Regions from separate parts of the Mus musculus genome. Here region 2 is linked to region 1. The links are chromatin contacts, called in public promoter capture Hi-C maps. All regions are on one chromosome and are shown on one strand. The core of a region is the stretch at or near the end of the contact, and the rest is flanking DNA. Distances in the headings are between cores, read along the strand shown.

Evidence for each region. Promoter capture Hi-C pulls out the DNA fragments that hold promoters and counts their contacts.
Region 2: a contact with region 1 is called in a promoter capture Hi-C map of hippocampal neurons, with 5 times the contacts expected there. The contact joins the promoter of Galnt4 here to the enhancer-like site in region 1. A contact is called at or near these places in 3 of 39 promoter capture datasets (hippocampal neurons, liver and pre-B cells) and 4 of 115 datasets of contacts at active chromatin or transcription factors (astrocytes, large pre-B cells, stem cell-derived neural progenitor cells and 1 more).

The regions. Positions count from the first base shown.
Region 1 is chr10:96,114,115-96,116,727 of GRCm38.p6, forward strand. No RefSeq gene overlaps it. Among named protein-coding and RNA genes, the nearest start is that of Gm40746, 66 kb to the right of the region's middle. Within about 2 kb of position 1,322, at least 13 of the 459 cell types and tissues checked have an H3K27ac peak or open chromatin away from gene starts, as enhancers often do.
Region 2 is chr10:99,106,847-99,109,459 of GRCm38.p6, forward strand. Galnt4 (polypeptide N-acetylgalactosaminyltransferase 4) reads left to right here and starts at 1,289. Exons shown (of 1, transcript NM_015737.4): 1 at 1,289-2,613. The coding sequence starts at 1,569. Poc1b (POC1 centriolar protein B) reads left to right here and starts at 236. Exons shown (of 12, transcript NM_027740.7): 1 at 236-377; 2 at 946-1,030. The coding sequence starts at 363.

The DNA.
Region 1 (2,613 bases), core at 72-2,571:
CACTGTACAAAACCAGGCATGGTGTTATACAAACATAACACTACATTTGGAATGTTAAAGCAAGAGGATTAGAAAACTCTCACTCATCTCATAGTCATTCTTGGCTATACAGTGAGTTCAAGGCCAGCATGGGCCACATGAGGGCCTGCCTCACCCCCCCCCCCCACTTCCCCTTGCCCAACACACAGAAGAATAAAGGATGAGATGTTAGTACCTGGTAATTTAATCTTTCAGCTTCCAGCTTTTCAAATAAGAGTCATTGATACATTGATTCATCTCATCCTCATCTCTGGACAAGCCATCATTTCACTTCTGCTTTGGGGAGAAACGTCTCCTAAAATTTGCCATCCCAGTTGGTCATGACTACGATTGTAATATCCACCTAAAAGGCCTGCCTGACAGGCACAGAGTATGCCACACTGACCTCCTGATAGCTTTAGACCACCCCTTCCCATCTTTCCAAAGTAAAAAGAGGAAGAAAATAAACACAGCCCAATGAGCTGCTGAGTTTAAGAGCTGCAGTAGATAGCTTCACCCCATCTTGCGAAAACAAGATGAAAATTCATATTCACCCCTGAAAGAACCATGAAATTCAGAGTGATGTTTGAAGGACATAATGATAGAAAATCTACAAGGAGCCTGGCGGTAGGTTCCCACGGTGGTTTCAGGTAATAGCCAAGAAACTCTTTGAACTGGTAGATCATGGACATTTGTACTACCCAGGATCAGAGACTACAGTCCCGTGCACTGCAGGGAGCAGAGTCTGTTGCTGGTTGTAGGAGAACCCAGGGACAGGCCTGTTCTAAGGGAGCCCATATAGGGATATGTTCCACACCCACACACAGTCTTAATTCTATCTGAGTTGCATTCCCCAAAATGGTATCCCAGAGGACAGAATTTGGGGATCATATAGAGTGTGGTGGGAAAAAATTCTGAAGGCATCCCTTGTCCCATAAAGATTGAGAAAACCTGCATCTACTCCAGTTTATAGGGGTTCTCAGTGCATGCCCAGTATTTATAGTCTTTGAAGAGTCCCACAGGAAAGAAACATGTCTGCTTTATGTAGCCCCAGTTCCCCAAATATCTGGGGCTACCTAGGATCTTACCCCCTACCAGCTCTCAGTGCCTCTCAGGATAGACTAAAATCCACATCTAAGTGGCCCCATCTCAACTTTCAAGCTTAAGAGCTACCACATTGATCTCTGGTTTCTTCACTTCCTTTGATGTCCTTGAATGCGCCAGGGTCTTTCTCACCTCTAGAGCTTTGAAAGCACTCCTCCCTCAGTGAGACTCCTTGTTGGAAGCTCCATTGTCTCTAGTCATCTTTTCACCCTTGCCTGCTAAACTCAGGCTTGCTTTTTGAGGTTTCACATTCTGTTGGTTTCACTAACCGTGGTCAGCTGTTATCCAAAAATAGTAAATGGAAAATTCCAGAAATGAGCAATTTGTAAGTTTTAAGTTGCAGTTCTTCTCTGCAGTGTAATAAAATCTCACTATTGTATATAAACAGTAATATACATTTTTCAGTGAATCCACTCTGTGGATCTTACCCAGTCCAGGTGTACCCGGTCACCTGGTGGACAACTCAGTCATTGGATTAATCCAGTATGTGAACATACATAGGGCTTTGTACTATCTGTGTTTCAAGTGTCCAGTTGGGGTCGGGGTGGGGGTCTTATCTACCTCCTGAAGATAAGTAGGAGGTCTATAATTTGAGTTCCTTTTGTTTTATTCACTGTTATCAAAGCAATTTTCCCAAACAGTTTAAATATTTACCAACTCCTCTCTTCCTTCTCCACCCCCAGTCTCTGCAATCTTGTGGGAGGGGATGTGGTGCGATGGATTCAACCATAAACATTAGCTCACCTTCCATTTCTCTGCAGCAATTGCAGGGTCTCACCAAAGAACAAACTTACAGTCTAGTGAAGAGTCTCTTGTTGTCTTCCTCATGACTTTGTGGTTGAGGTTTTCAGTCCAGGTGTCCTCAGGCTCTTGGGTCCCGGCCAATGCTTATAGCAACAGTGTCCATGTGGGACTGGTGTTACAAGTTCTCCTGGGGTCTTCTCAGGGCTTTGCTTTTAGTGAAGAGTCAGGCTCTCACCTGCAGTGATACCTCAGTGGGGTCAGAGATTACTGACCCGATTGCTCCAAGCCAGAGAGCAGACGGGTGGTTCTCAACCTGTGGGTTCCAAGCCCTTTTCAAACCCTTATCTCCAAAAATATTTACATTATGATTCATAACAGTAACAAAACTATAATTGTGAAGTAGCAACAAAAATAATTTTATGGTCAGGGGTTACTACAACATGAGGAACTGTATTAAAATGTTATGTCATTAGGAAGGGTGAGAACCACTAGACTAGACTGTTCTATGTGCTTTCAAAGACAATGGGCCTCTGAATTGTGGCAGATGTCCCATTTTAAAGAGCCCTCAGAAGTAAGGCTCTTCAAGTTCAAAGTCAAAGCTAATTTTGTAAAAGAAATACATTTCTAGGACTTATTATATTCTGAATTTTAAATTTTTATTACCTTTATTTCCTTTGTACATTTGCCTGTTATTAGTCAGACTACTGTATTTCTAAGAATGGCACAGACCATATTGACAAGACAGAA
Region 2 (2,613 bases), core at 39-2,538, 3.0 Mb after region 1:
GACTCTCCTCCGCTTCGCCACCACCGATCACATCTCTCTCTCTCTCCAAGTCCCAACCCGCTTCCCGACAACAACCCGGTAGTCCGCTACCTCCGAAGCTCGCGGGGCTCGCTGTGTGCGCGCGCGGCGGACCCCCCGCGGCGCGCTCCCGCCAGGCTCTCGGCTGTCGGCAGCGCGCGCGCGCGCGGCGTCTCGGGGCTCGTCTGGCCACGCCTGGAGCGCGGGCTTTGATTGGGCCGCCGTTGTTGTAGTGACCGGGAAGCGCCCGCACTCCAGTCTGACGGTTCCGGGCGCCGCACGGTCCCCCCTCGTCCCCACCCCTCCCTGGTCCCCCAAGGCCCCGGGCGCCGTCCGCTCCCCGCATGGCCTCCGGCCTGGTAAGGTCCCCGCCGCTACCGGAGCCGATCATCCTTGGGCGGCGGGACCGGGAGGAGGGGAACCACGCCGAGTCTGGCAGGCCTGGGAGGTAGCCCCGAGACCCGGAGCTCCGCAGCTCGCTCACCTCCCCGGAGCGGGACGCCGTGCCCGGGTTGAGCGGTGAGCGCTGCTCCCGGAGAGATCCCGGCGCTCGGGGCTGAGGCGGAGCTGGCTCCGGGACTCGCCGGCTGGGTTCCCGCGGCGCGCCTGCGTCAGAATCACCAGGGAGGTTTAAAGAGCGCGGGAGGCTTCGGCGAGCATCTGCAGCTCGGTGCGGTGGGCGGGTCCCTCGGCGGCTCGCCCTGGTGCCTGGGCTGGGGGTTCCTCCCGATGGTGGGGACCCCTCCGGATGGAAGCTGGGGCAGTGCCCGAGCCTCTCAGCCGGGTTGTAATGCCCACGCCTCTCTCGCTGCCCGCTGATGCTGCGGGGTCCTCCTCTTCGATCCCGGGGGACAGGCAACGTTGACGTCTGATGTCGAGAGCTGGAATTCTGCACCTGCTTTCAAACCTAACAACTTTCCATCCTAGGAGGATCCGATTCTGGAACGTTCTTTTAAAGGTCACAAAGCTGCCATCACCTCCGCTGACTTCAGCCCCAACTGCAAACAAATTGGTAAGTTGTTTTTGTTTTTGTTTTTCCTTTCTTTCTTCTTTCCTTTTCTGACAGTAACCAAAGCTCACTTGGCAGAAAGCCTTTCTTCCATCCCTGCCTGAGTGAGCCAGGCGCGATGGGATGTACCCGGCCACTCTGGGTCCCTGGGTCTTTGCTGGGTAAGGACTCGACTGGTCCCGGCCTGACAGACAACTTTCGTGAACTAACCACCAGGAGGAGTGAGTGGGAAGGGGAGGGGTTTGTGATCGGCCCGAGGAGGGTGGAGTATTGGCTGGAGAGTTTGTGAAAAGTTCTGAGACGAGCAGGAGGAAGTGGGGACCGACCAGTTGAGCACCACCAGAGGCCGGGGAGCGAGGGGGTCTCAAGTGACCCCTGGGAAACTCCGGTGTCGGAAAGGAGCCGAGCGCCTACATGAAAGGAGGAACCTTCTCGGAAGTTCGCCCCTACCTGAGCCGGGAACTCCAGCTTCAGGATCCGCGGCGCTTTCCCCGCGTGCTGGCTCGGTGGCCGCGTCTACACACGACCCGTGAGGATCCGGATGGCCGTGAGGTGGACCTGGGCAGGCAAGAGCTGCCTGCTGCTGGCCCTTTTAACACTGGCTTATATTCTGGTGGAGTTCTCAGTCTCCACTTTGTATGCCTCTCCAGGAGCCGGCGGTGCCAGGGAGCTGGGGCCAAGGCGGCTCCCGGACCTTGATACAAGGGAAGAGGATTTGTCTCAGCCTCTTTATATAAAGCCCCCTGCAGATTCCCATGCTCTTGGGGAATGGGGGAGAGCAAGCAAACTCCAGCTCAACGAGGGGGAACTGAAGCAGCAAGAAGAACTTATTGAGAGATATGCCATCAACATTTACCTCAGTGACAGGATCTCCCTGCACCGCCACATAGAGGATAAAAGAATGTATGAGTGTAAAGCCAAGAAGTTCCACTACAGGTCGCTCCCCACCACCTCCGTTATCATCGCCTTCTATAACGAAGCCTGGTCCACTCTGCTTCGGACCATTCACAGTGTTTTAGAAACTTCTCCAGCTGTGCTTTTAAAGGAGATCATCTTGGTGGATGACTTGAGTGATAGAATTTATTTGAAGGCGCAACTTGAAACTTACATCAGCAACCTGGAGAGAGTTCGCTTGATTAGAACCAATAAGAGAGAGGGGCTGGTCCGGGCCCGTCTAATTGGGGCCACTTTTGCCACCGGGGATGTCCTCACTTTCCTGGATTGTCACTGTGAGTGTAACACTGGTTGGTTGGAACCACTTTTGGAGAGGATCAGTAGAGACGAAACCGCAATCGTATGTCCTGTCATCGACACTATTGACTGGAACACTTTCGAATTCTACATGCAGACCGGGGAGCCCATGATTGGTGGGTTTGACTGGCGTTTGACCTTCCAGTGGCATTCTGTCCCCAAACATGAAAGGGACAGGCGAACGTCAAGAATTGACCCCATCAGGTCCCCCACCATGGCAGGAGGACTGTTTGCTGTCAGCAAGAAGTATTTTCAGTACCTGGGCACCTATGACACTGGCATGGAAGTCTGGGGAGGCGAAAACCTTGAGTTGTCTTTCAGGGTTTGGCAGTGTG